Regions from separate parts of the Mus musculus genome. Here region 2 is linked to region 1. Evidence: chromatin contacts called from public Hi-C data. All regions are on one chromosome and are shown on one strand. The core of a region is the stretch at or near the end of the contact, and the rest is flanking DNA. Distances in the headings are between cores, read along the strand shown. Region 1 has its middle 170 kb from the start of Samd12. Region 2 has its middle 23 kb from the start of Colec10.

Evidence for each region. A called contact is a pair of places that touch in the nucleus more often than the background predicts.
Region 2: a Hi-C map of embryonic fibroblasts shows a contact between it and region 1, with 3 times the contacts expected there. The contact joins two enhancer-like sites. A contact is called at or near these places in 3 of 484 Hi-C or Micro-C datasets (cumulus cells, embryonic fibroblasts and embryonic stem cells).

The regions. Positions count from the first base shown.
Region 1 is chr15:54,069,055-54,075,176 of GRCm38.p6, reverse strand. No RefSeq gene overlaps it. Among named protein-coding and RNA genes, the nearest start is that of Samd12, 170 kb to the right of the region's middle. Within about 2 kb of position 3,211, at least 24 of the 459 cell types and tissues checked have an H3K27ac peak or open chromatin away from gene starts, as enhancers often do. A contact at or near this core is called in embryonic fibroblasts, where this site is marked.
Region 2 is chr15:54,384,843-54,390,964 of GRCm38.p6, reverse strand. No RefSeq gene overlaps it. Among named protein-coding and RNA genes, the nearest start is that of Colec10, 23 kb to the left of the region's middle. Within about 2 kb of position 3,889, at least 28 of the 459 cell types and tissues checked have an H3K27ac peak or open chromatin away from gene starts, as enhancers often do. A contact at or near this core is called in embryonic fibroblasts, where this site is marked.

The DNA.
Region 1 (6,122 bases), core at 1,962-4,461:
TGGCCTCTATTCATACTATGGGATCCAGATTGGCCTTTTTCAGTCAGTGAAAAGAAACCAAGCTCAACAACTGTGCTGGTGTGCTGCTATTCCCATAAGGCATACATACCCCTTAGGATCAATCTTGACAAGGAGGCGGAGGCTTGTTATCTGATGTGGAGGTGTTTGGAGACTGACTTGTAGATATTTGACTTGATTATCTTTGGGAGGTCTTAAGCCTATCCTGAGGTAGTAAAATAAAATTATACATGTATCTTTAGATACAAAATTTATGTCCCTTTCTACATTTTTAAATGAACTATTTTCCTGTAATTTTATAGAGTAAGAAGTCTTTCCTTCTCATAAGTATCATAGATTTCATAATTCTCAACACTGAGTATTAAACGAGTAAGTTAACTGTTAAGACCAATGTAAAAAGTATGTGTCTATATGAACACAGAAGATGGCATGACTCAGAGGCATTGAGCTGAGCAGGTATAGCAGCCTTGCATTCCAGGGCTTAAGCTTTGATCTCTCTAAACGACACTCTGTGTTCAAAACATGATTGAGCTCCAACTTTGCTTTTGTGACGCCTTTTGATTCTGGTAATCGGAGCATTGGTATTGCACAAAGATATTCAGGGGTTCCAGGAACAGCTGTGAGTGTGAGAAAGGAAATGTTAAGTTGGTGAGAAAACTAGTTGTTAATTGTTTCAGACTGTCCGTTCTTATTCCCACCACTGCAGCAGTACATTCAGAAAACCTTAATATCCTGCTCTTCCCAGGGCCAGTTGATTTGCTTGATGGTTTTCTATCAATGACTATTCAATAGAACTGGGATGAGTAGTTGGAAACAGCAAGAGATACAGAGACATGGCTTGAAACCTACCCCAACAGTAGGGAGTGTAGAGAAAGCAGCCTGAACACAACTGAGGGAGAGAGTCACCAAATTGTCCCCTTTTCAGTGCAGTGCATAACCGTATTTCTCTATGTTCTTGGCAGTTAGCATATGTTGGATTTGACCATCTGAACATAAATTGCAGTGGTATGGCTTATGTAAAGGCCTATCCATGCAATTGTCACGCATTCTCACATGCCCAAATTTTCATCTTCTATCTACAACTGGATGTACTGGGGCAACTTTGAACCAATGGCATAACAATAGACTCAAGACAATGAGTCTCTGAGCTTCTAATTGCTGAACCACCTCACTTCTGATCAGGAATTTGGCATAGCACCGCTGATTATTTTAACTGGGTTAAGACATGGTGGCTGAACTTTGGTACTCTAGCACAGTCAAGCCCACTGTGGTTAGTAAGTGTAATAAATGTAACAGCATCGTCTACCTACCCTGATTGACCTATGGAAAACCACTTTTTAAATTGTTTTTTTTTTAATTTTGATTTTAGTTTATATGTATGAGTGTTTTGCCTAGATGTATGCCTGTGCACTACATGGAAGACTAGAGCTCTTGCAGGCCAGAAGAGGGCATCAGATAGATGCCTGTCACTGAAGCCACCATGTGAATACTGGGAATCAAACACAAGCTCCCTAGAAGAGCGGCCACTGTTCTTAATGTCTTGGTCATGTCTCTAGCCATGGGAAGACCATTTTAACAGGACTCGCTCAGCCTGAGAAAGTTATTCCTGGTTACTTTTATGGCAAGAAAAGAAAAAAACAGTATTTATTAGAGAATAGTACTAGAGTAATCCTTTTACATTTTCAGAATTTTTGTTTTCAATTTTATTTATGTTTTGGGGTGTGTGTGTGTGTGTGTGTGTGTGTGTGTGTGTGTGTTTTATACCTGTGTATACAGGTGTATGTACACCTGAAGTCAACACTTGGCATCTTTCTCCATCATTTCTACCTCTTATACCTCTTATTTTGGAGGTACCATCTTTTCCTGAAACTGGAGCTGTTTTATGGTTTTGCCAGGTAATCAGCAAACCCAGGATTTCCCCTCTGCACATGCCCAGCACTGGGACTTCAGACACCCAGTGTAGTACCAGGTTTTTACGTGATTGCTGGTACCTCACCACAGGACTTTATGGTTGCACAGTAAGAACATTGTCAACTGGCTATCTGCCCACCTCTCGTCTATGTAATATTTATAAACAATGCCTTGTTTTGCTTCAAAAATAAAATAAGCATAAATATAAGAAAAAGTAATTAGCTAATTGCTTCATTACATTATTGCAGTTTTTAGAGGAAAAACATACCCACATATTGCTCTAATAAATTGATAATAATAAAGTCGTAGTTTCCATTTCTATTTCAACCTATACACATTTTTAATATTTTCTCAAAATTAATTTTCTTCATATATGTATGTTAAATAAACAACATAGGGATTTTATTTTGTCCATCTGTTCTGTGATATTTTGTTGGAGGAAAATTATCAACTTTACTGACACAAAATTTTTATAGTAAATAAGATATATATAAATGTTAGAAAAAATCAACACTTAAGGCCAAAACTGGTAAAGTTTTATTAAAACTACATTTTGCAGTAGATTCTTTTTTAAAAATCACATCATGTTCACATAATCATTTATTTAGTTTTAATTCTATCACTTCTCAATATTTTGAGAGTAAACATTTTCCTTGAAAATACTTGTAGCAGAAATCTTACTGTAAGCTCCTTTTACATTCGGTAAACTTAATCTTATGTTTAGCTTATGCTTGAGAGCCACCGTGTAGATCTAGGAGAAACAGACCAGAGCCTTCAGGCATCCTGCTTACATTTCTTCTCACAGTGTAGACCTGGCATCTTGATTATTTCTCTTGGTTTCTTCCCTTTTTGTGTACTTGCACAGTGCGTTCCTCTCACACACTGAGTAAGCGCCACAGCTCTGCTCATGCATCACTCTTCAACTGTTTATTATAGCGAGTTTAGCTGTGTTATGGCATGCCAGGACATCAATTCTGGATGTTTGTAAATATTTTCCTTCTGCTTTCTCATGCCTATGCCTGTATAGCAGGACAAAAAAAAAAAAATGAAATTTAGAAAACAAAACCCACATAGCTATTTCTTTGTCTGAAAGATATTGCTTAAATGCAGAGATGTGTAACATCATGGGAATTCGAAGTCTGGATTGATCCTGAAGGAAGCTTGAAGGATTCTGAACCATAAAGCATCCCCTGTTGAAAAAGAAGGCAATAGATGAGCCCACATGAGTTAGAGGCCAGCTCTGCAGCTGGGGGTTTCCTCGATTAACATCCACGAAGAATCCTGTCTTCAAGAGGAAATGACTAAGCGTGCTCATTTGAAGCGTGCCTGCATATTCTCGAAACTCAACTGACGCTGATGTCACAGCAAATGCCCAGAAATTAGAACAGAAAAAGTAGGTTTATGTGCTTGTTTGTTTGGTTCGTTGGTTGGTTGGGTTTTTTATGATGTTTGGTGGGTTTGGTTTCTGTTTCCTTGTTGTTGTTTTGTTTGTTTGTTTCATATCCAATACATGAATTTCTGGGCAAGATAAATATTCAAAGGCTGATTAAATTTTATTCATTTCCATTAGTTTTTTTTTTCTTTAATTTTCTGTGAATGTTGATGCTCAGATTGTACTTCTAGTAAAGTGTTCTCACCACCTAGTCTCTGTCTGTCCTGGTCACCGAGGACACATCTGTTCCAGCTCTTCTCCATGTGGCTGGATAAGCATCTACCCCAGGTCCTGAGACAGAAGGTAAACCTTCCACAGGAAACAGGATCAGCAGAGGCCTCAGGGGGCTGCTAGCACTTCTATTTATGTTTTTGTGATTTAATCTATAGTTTCATCAAATCGCTGCACATATTTCTGTCACCGTGTTATTCCATGGCAACTGCAGTTTCAATATTTCCCTGAGAAAAATAACATTTCGTAAATCCAGTTTTTATGACGCATATGACATCTCTCTAACAAGGGACGGTGGCTGTTTTCCCTCAGCCAAGCCCTGTTCCCATACAGTTCCCATACATACTAACCCAAACATGGACAGAGACAAAATTTACCTCCTGCTCAGATAAAACAAAACAAAACAAAATAAAACAAAAGCAACAAATAATAACAGCAGCAGCCCTGAGAAATGGAGCTGACCTCTTGTTTCCATTCTAGTGGTTCTCAGCATCCCTAATGTTGTGACCCTTTAATACAGCCCCTCATGTTGTGGTGACGCTCAGCCACGTTACTACTCCATAACTGTAACTTTTGCTACTGTTAAGAATTGTGATGGAAATCTCTGTGTTTTCCTGTAGTCTTAGGTAACACCCGTGATAAGGTCACACCACCTCCAAAGGGGTTGTGATTCACATGTTGAAAACGCCGATTTAGACTATCTACGTATCCCAAAGTCGTCATTTATCTTCAAGAAAATGAAAATAAAAACAAGTAGTTGGATAAAGGAGAATGACCCAACAAGATGAGCTGTGATAGTAAAGACTTGGCTGGGGTGGGCTCGGGGTTAGGGGACCCCTGGGACACATGATAACAACGTTAAAAAAAAAGCTACAATACAGAGCTTCAACCGTGTGATGGGAGTCGAGCTGTTGTTGTATAGAATCCCTAACTCTTCCAAGACTGGGAATTTCACTTTTGAATTTCTTCTGGTTCCCAAAAACCCGACCCAGGCACGTTCCAACCTCAGTCAATCCTCCTGAAAATACAACACTCAGTCAGGGGTTTCCAGCCTGACAAAAACCGTCATTTTTGCATGCCAACTCCTTAACTGTGATTATATTGATCCATGTGCCCGTGAATCAAAGCTCAGCATAGGCCCAAGACCTTGAGCCGTTCACCTCATAGCTCATTTTGACAGACTTACTTAAGGAGGTGTTTTGTTTTGTTTTAACTGAGCTTTGTTGCCTTTTCCAGCTAAGAATATCCTCAACTTCAAGGCCAAATTCACAGGCTTCTACAGTGGGTCCTGGAATTCATCTCCATGTAAATCAGCCTCGCTGCCAAGGCATGGACTCCGCAAGCCTCCCTGGTAAAGACCGGCTCCTGGTGTTAAGTGCCTACTGCCAAAACGCAGTGTGGTGTGACTGCCATCTGCTGGCAGGGCTCTGGCATTACAGAATGGGCTACCATGAACTTTCTTGGCTGAAGCACTCCTTTGCAAAACATAAGCTTTTTCTGGAGAAATAAAAGACCCAGTTTGATCATAAATTTTGTCCACATTCAACACCAAAATCCCCATGCATTTTGAGGAAGAACTACAGAATCAGTAGAAGATTGATTCTGGATTGTGGTGTGCTTTCCAATTCTAAATCCAGTGAAACAATGGGTTGTTAGCTACTAACCCCCTATTTTCATCAGCTACTAAGTTCCCTCAGCAAAAGCCCAGAAGCAGTGCTGATTCCGAGAGTTCTTGCGCTATGAAGGCCATCAAGAGCTAAATCACTTGTCGTCTTCCTCATCAGCCATCACTATTAAAAAAAATCGTTTCTCCTTAAGAGAAGATTGTGTTTCTTAGAACCCAAATAACAAAACATTAAGCATTGAAGTTTAGAAGATGAGAGGGTTTTTTCTCGTTATATAAGGCACATCTCCATGTTTAATGATAAGAACTAAGTGTTGTTCTTGCATCAAGCATATTCTTGAAATCAGAAGCAGATACTTGCTCGTTCATGATGCCGGTTCTTCCAACTCGTACCTGTACAGTTTATGGAACCTCACAATTGGAAGGCACGTGGTCGATTGTAGTGGATGCTGCTACTCATTTCTATGTGTAAGAATGAGAACTTGATACTCAATGTGAATGGAGTACAACAGGGATGAATTTCCCATAAAGGGCAGTGCCCCACCACCACCACCACCACCACTGTAGGATAAAACCAAACTTCTTGAAAGAGCCTTACCATGTTAGAAGCAACTAATGTAACACAGAAACTCATTGATGTTCATTAGCCGAGATTTCTTTACTAAAGGGCGTGGGAGTGAGATCTATGTTCTTACAGAAATCAAAAGGGTGCTTCCAATTTTATTAAAGTCAAATTTATAAACCAAATGACTCTATACTTCTGAAAACATCATTTCTTCCATTCCTGAAACATATCCCTTCTTAATAAACAGTCACACATGGATTTGGGTACTCTAGAGACAGACTTGCACCCACATTTCCAAGTGTTGGCAAACTATCTCAACAAAATCAAATCTATATACTGCT
Region 2 (6,122 bases), core at 2,640-5,139, 320 kb before region 1:
TTCTATTGTCTTCCTTGGAACCAGCACGAATGGATTCCACCAGTTACTGGTCCAGCCATGATTGACAAAGCGTTACAGCACTCAGAAGGGAAGTGAGGAGGTTTAGGTGGCTCTAGCTGGGGTATGGTCTCGGTGCTACCAGCGGTGGCAGGCAGTGGTGGTGTCTGCAACAGGGGCAGCAGAGGCTTGAGCCCAGCCTGCCAAGCAGGTACAAGGTACAGTGATGAATACTGCAGGAGAAAAAACTCTCCCCCAAAATGTTGTAGCTCAGTAAAACAATCACTCTCAGATGATTCTTGGTGAAATAGCTTGTGCTCTTTATTCCATGTGGATCTGGACTTTATAAACATTGAGAAGTTGAGTAGGATTCAGTTGTAGATGCTTTGCCTTGGCTCAGTTTGAGAAGCCAGTCATGCTCTATTTGCATGGGGAAGGACTTCAGGTGTTTTCTTTACATGACAGAGTCTCATGGTCCTCTCAGTAGGTTCTACTTGTTCCAGAGCAGGTAGAGTTAGGCAGGGAGTTGGCCCCACTCCTACTTGGGTTTGGACTCAGTCTTGCCAGTTCTTCTCTCTGGTGGCACAAGCCACTTGCCCCACAATATTCTGCCACTAGCTGCAGAGGATATATTCATTATTTTCCATGTTGCTCTAACATTTGAAACAACATGAAAGCTGTATAGTCAAGAAGCCAGCATGTTTATAGCTCCATATTCAGCTAGTGAATAAACAGGTCCATCTGTCTGTCTGATTATCTGTCTATCTGTCTATCTGTCTATCTATCTATCTATCTATCTATCTATCTATCTATCTATCTATCTATCTATCTATCTATTCATTTATTTACTTATGGACATGAAGGAACAAGTAATAAAAATAAGCTCTGAAATTCATGCATTTATTGCCTGTCTTGAGAAAGTATCTATGATATGCCCTTTGCCTGTAGATTATGAGCATGGTTGGCTTTTTAGGCAAAGCTTCAGGCTCAAAGCCATATTGGCTCTTCTTGCAGTGACTAATTCAGTTATAGAAATACTGTTTTCCTTGAAAAGTGAAGAAAACTGACCATTTAGATCATGGTATTCTTTGATCATGATAGAGACAGACTGTGGTGAGAAAAGTAGTAGCTCATGTAATTCATCAATGTTGAAATGACATGGTTCATCTTCAGAATCAGTAGATTTTTTTTTTTGCTTTTTTCTTTTATTTATTTCTTTATTTATTTATTTATTTATTTATTTATTTATTTATTTAATTTATTTATTAGATATTTTCTTTATATACATTTCAAATGCTATCCTGAAAATCTCCTATACCCTCCCTCCACCCTGCTCCCCTACCCACCCACTCCTGCTTCTTGGCCCTGCCATTCCCCTGTATTGGGGCATATAAAGTTTGCAAGACCAAGGGGCCTCTCTTCCCAGTGATGGCCAAGTAGGCCATTTTCTGCTACATATGCAGCTAGAGACACGAGCTCTGGGGGTACTGGTTAGTTTATATTGTTGTTCCACCTATAGGGTTGCATCATACCCCTTTGGTTCCTTGGGTGCTTTCTCTAGCTCCTCCATTGGGGGCCCTGTGTTCCATCTTATAGCTGACTGTGAGCATTCACTTCTGTATTTGCCAGGCACTGGCATAGCCTCATATGAGACAACTATACCAGGGTCCCTTCAGCAAAATTTTTCTGGCATTGTGCAATAGTGTCCGGGTTTAGTGGCAGTCATTTTACTCTCCTCCCAATAGTGTGCAGTTATCAGAGATTAAGTCACTTAAAAACTTATCAAAACTTTTTATGTTTTGTCAGTGTGACAAAATAATCAGGATAAATCAGCTTAAAGGTGGGAGGGCTTACAGTTTCAGAAGTTAGTTCAGAGTTGGATAACTCCATTGTTTTGTGTCTATGGCAAAGACAGAGATACCATACAAAGGAAAGCAGCTTACTTCATGGCAGCCAGGGAACAGAGACCACTAGGGAGTAAGGGACTAGGGACAAAATATACCATTCCAGAGTTTGTTTTCCTCCAATGCCTACTCTTCCAGGCTTCACTAGTCCTCACTTGAATTATACCACCTACCAAAAATACCATCATATTATGTCTCTATCAGCTGCTTAAATCAGAGACCCCATGATGTAATCATTTTCTTAAAACTTCACTCCTGAGCAGGCACTAAGGACCAGGACTTCCACATATAAGCTTGATCCAACTTATAACAAGAACCTACTAAGTTTTGTGAATTTGCATAAAACTTAGAAATTGTAGGATGAGATGTAATCTTTGAACTCTCTTAATTGAAAAATTTTCAAAAGAAATAAAAACTTTTAAAATTATGCTATTCTGCTTTATTAAATTAATATGTTTAAAATAATTTCTTTCTTTGATGGGTGAGCACCTGAATTTTGCACATGATTATGCAGAATGATGGCTTTTACCTGATGGGTAATGGGTACCCACAAGGGGATGTAGAAAAAAAATGGATTAAATTTGTTCAAACTAGAATTTGTCTTGAAAATCAATTTTCCTAACATCCATGAGAAAAGCTTATTTTCTTAGTTTCTCTAAATAAAAAAAAGGCAGCTCAAACTTCATTTATTTTTATTATTGCTGAGAACTGTGGTTTTCTTAATTAGGTTGTTTTTAACAGTAATTGATACGATACCCTTGGCAATGAACATTTAAAACCATTTGCTTCATCCTATTAGATTTTAGGTTCTTTTTACAGTAAAATTCAGGAAATTGGGAGCTTCTGTAATAGAAAATAACAATAACAAAAATATTCTGTGATAGTTCATAGAATATCCCCTTATTATTATTTCAAATCAACTGATAAAAATGTTTCTTCCCTTACACATGCATACAAATACACATTCTGTGAAAGGGTCCCCTCCTTGGTAAATGTGCATTACCGTTTGGAGATAGTGCACACTCATATCCATGTGTTCACACGCCACCAATGATGAGAATAATACCTTTGAATAATGTTGAAGGTAAGAAGGCTTAGTTATTTAGGTGAGATAAACCTAAATACAAGGGTTTTCCAAGGTCTGCACTTCCCAAGGCGCCAAAGCTCTCTCAGCTGAGTTCTATGCATGACCATTCATTTCAGATGAAAGCCAAAACTATTTGATTCCTAAATAGACAGTAGAAAGCTGGTATCCATTTTAAGTTTTTTTTCCTTCGATCTGTTAATCAAGGTATCTATCATATTTTAAGAGAATCAAAAGAAATTAAGGTAAAAGTTACAATCATTTGGATATGCATGTCATCTTTTTTCACCTTTGGAAGAATTCTAAAATCTCCAGCTTCCGCACAGAGAGTAGACATATGGGAAGTAACACTCGAACTTTGTACTGTTTCTTTTAAGAGGCATCACAGGAGGAGATAGCATGGGCACAATAAAATATGGACAAAGTAAGTGCTGAAAATACTTTTTTGGATGATAAATTCATGTCAAGAATTTCCAATTTACTGTACATCTATGGGCTCATGATCGCCAGCATTAATCATGGTCTTCTTGCTACAGTCCATTATAACCTGTACAGAATATCCAATGTGAGAGAAGCAAGACGCAAAGGCAGGTTGCTAGGATGAATGTTGTCAATTCCAAACAAAGATGAGTGACACACATTGGGTAGGATAAATCCACAAATAGCCTAGAGCCAGACATCAGACATTATTTGAGGTGACAACCTTCAGATTAACTAAAAGAGACAGGAAAAAGAGAGAGAGAGATGGAGACAGACATGAAGTTAACACGGCACGGCTGCATGATTCATTTCCACAGAAATCAACGTTGAGATGACATTTTTCCTCCTTCAGAACCAATAAGGAGCCTCCTGTAATTAAGCAAACTTTCTCTCTGCTATCAAAATAAACTGTTAAGCCACAGAATCGCTCGTGACACATCTACCCCTCAGCCAAAGCTATAGTATTTTAATCTAACTGCAATGCAAAGATGTGTGAGTCAGCCTACCGTAAGCTTTCAGCAAATAGTATGTGTCATTGGAAATAACTTCGGCTTTTCCAAAGACCATAGATTTATTCTGTAGGAGTTTTAGAAACAAGCAACAATAATTTTAGCTAAAGCAATTCCCCATGTTCACTAAACCATAACCGTCTGAAACTAGTTATTTCTAGAATTACACAGAACTAAAATAGCAAACATGTAAACAAGGCTATGGGATAGAATTCATCAAATGAGAGGAAAATATGTTTAGAATTTTAAGGTATAAAATATCACATCTGTTAAGTATTTATACATGTCCAATTTAAGTGCATACTTCAAATACGAATTAAAAACATTCTCTATAAATAGAAATCCAATTTGCTGTGTGTGCAGATTGAGTAGTACAAGCAAGTCTTCCTAGATATCAGTTTTCTCTCTGTGTAAGCAGTCAAAAGTAATTGACCTTTGGACTTCTCATTAAAACTCAGGATTGGAGGCTGAAGAGAAAAGAAGCTTGGTCTATTCATGCCATGAAGCAAGGTTATAGCCAGTCTAATTCTTTTGTTTCACTGCTCACTTGTGTCAACATGACTTGATGGCCCTACAGTTTCAACTAGTAGCACAGAAAGCAGAGTTAAACACAATGTCCATGGCATGCTAAAGCATTGTATAAATACAATATTTATGTATAGGTAGACTCTTTGTTTGTATGTAGCTAATAAACTGTAACATAAATGGGACTGGCTTCTGCTGAACATTGAAATGGATGGATGGATAGTTTGTATGTAGCTAATAAAATGTAACATAAGTGGCACTGGCTTCTGCTGAACATTGAAATGGATGGATGGTCCTCTGGTCACATAACATTTTGTTATGTGATCAGTACTAATGCCAAAAGCAAACGTCAGGAACTGATATTCTCTGTGTTGCTCATCTCTCTTGTTCTTTGAAAAATTTTCAGAGAATACTTATTTTATCAGGAAGTTGAGACTAATATGTGAGTGGTATGTAATACGTTTTTGGAATACATAAATTGTGGAAGTCTCTTAAGAATCCTGCTAATATCACATGATTTTAAAATATATAAATTATTTCCCCTATTTTGTAGAGGATAGACAAGACAACTGGCTGAGGCAGGAGAGATTGCTTAGGGCTTAACAACATTTGTTGCCCAGCCTAGGGAATGGAGTTCAAATTTCCAGCATCATGTAATGATGATGGCTTGGTTGCACGCACCTATAACACCAAACTTCAGCAGGTAGGGGCCAAGGAATTGCTATGCCTTCCAACCGCACTTCAGGTTCAGTGAGAGACCCTGTCTCAAAAGAATAAGGGGAATAGTGGTAGACATGCACACACAGCTGTACACATTTGCTCACATAGAAGCAAAAACACAACGCTCAATCACAGAAACCATAAAATAGAATAAAGATAAAGTTAGCACCATGGAACAAATAGCTCTGAGGCATGGCTGGGATGGAGCTCAGAAGCCAGAACCCTTCAGCTGTGTTTTCTTAGTTATAAGACAGCTTCATTATTCTCTCATATAATTCATATGCTCTGTGGAAAACACAGTGAACAGAGACCAGCAATTCTCATTGAAGATCTCCAACCAAGTGTCAGATGCATACTGATGTCTTTCTGGCAAAGACAGGATCTCGTACAATCTGTACAGTCTTGCTTCTATTCACAATAGAATACCACCTTCTTATTTCTATTGAAAATGTTTACAGCCTTTTGTGTCTACTTTCTTATGAGAACCCAAGTTGCCCATTTTTAAAACTTTTTTTTTGCAATTAAAATATAGACCTTGACACTCAACATAAATTGCACACTGGAATTAGTATGAAAATAAGAACATATACATTTTCTTCCAAGGTAGAACATATTTTTAGTGGGGAGAATAAGGGTGGTACAATTTGTTATTTCAAGGGGTCAGACAGCAGGAGTACAATTGAATTATTCTTAACAAATGCAGATATATATCTCCATATCTCCATACCTCTAAGTTCTAAAATAAAAAATAATAAATTTTCGTACATTTGTCTTAGGTAGGGTTCCATTGCTGTAAAGAAAGACACCATGACCATGGCAATTCTTATAGAAGAATTTTTTTCTTCTTTTTTCTTGGATATTTTCTTTATTTACATTTACATTTCAATTGTTACCCCTTTTCTG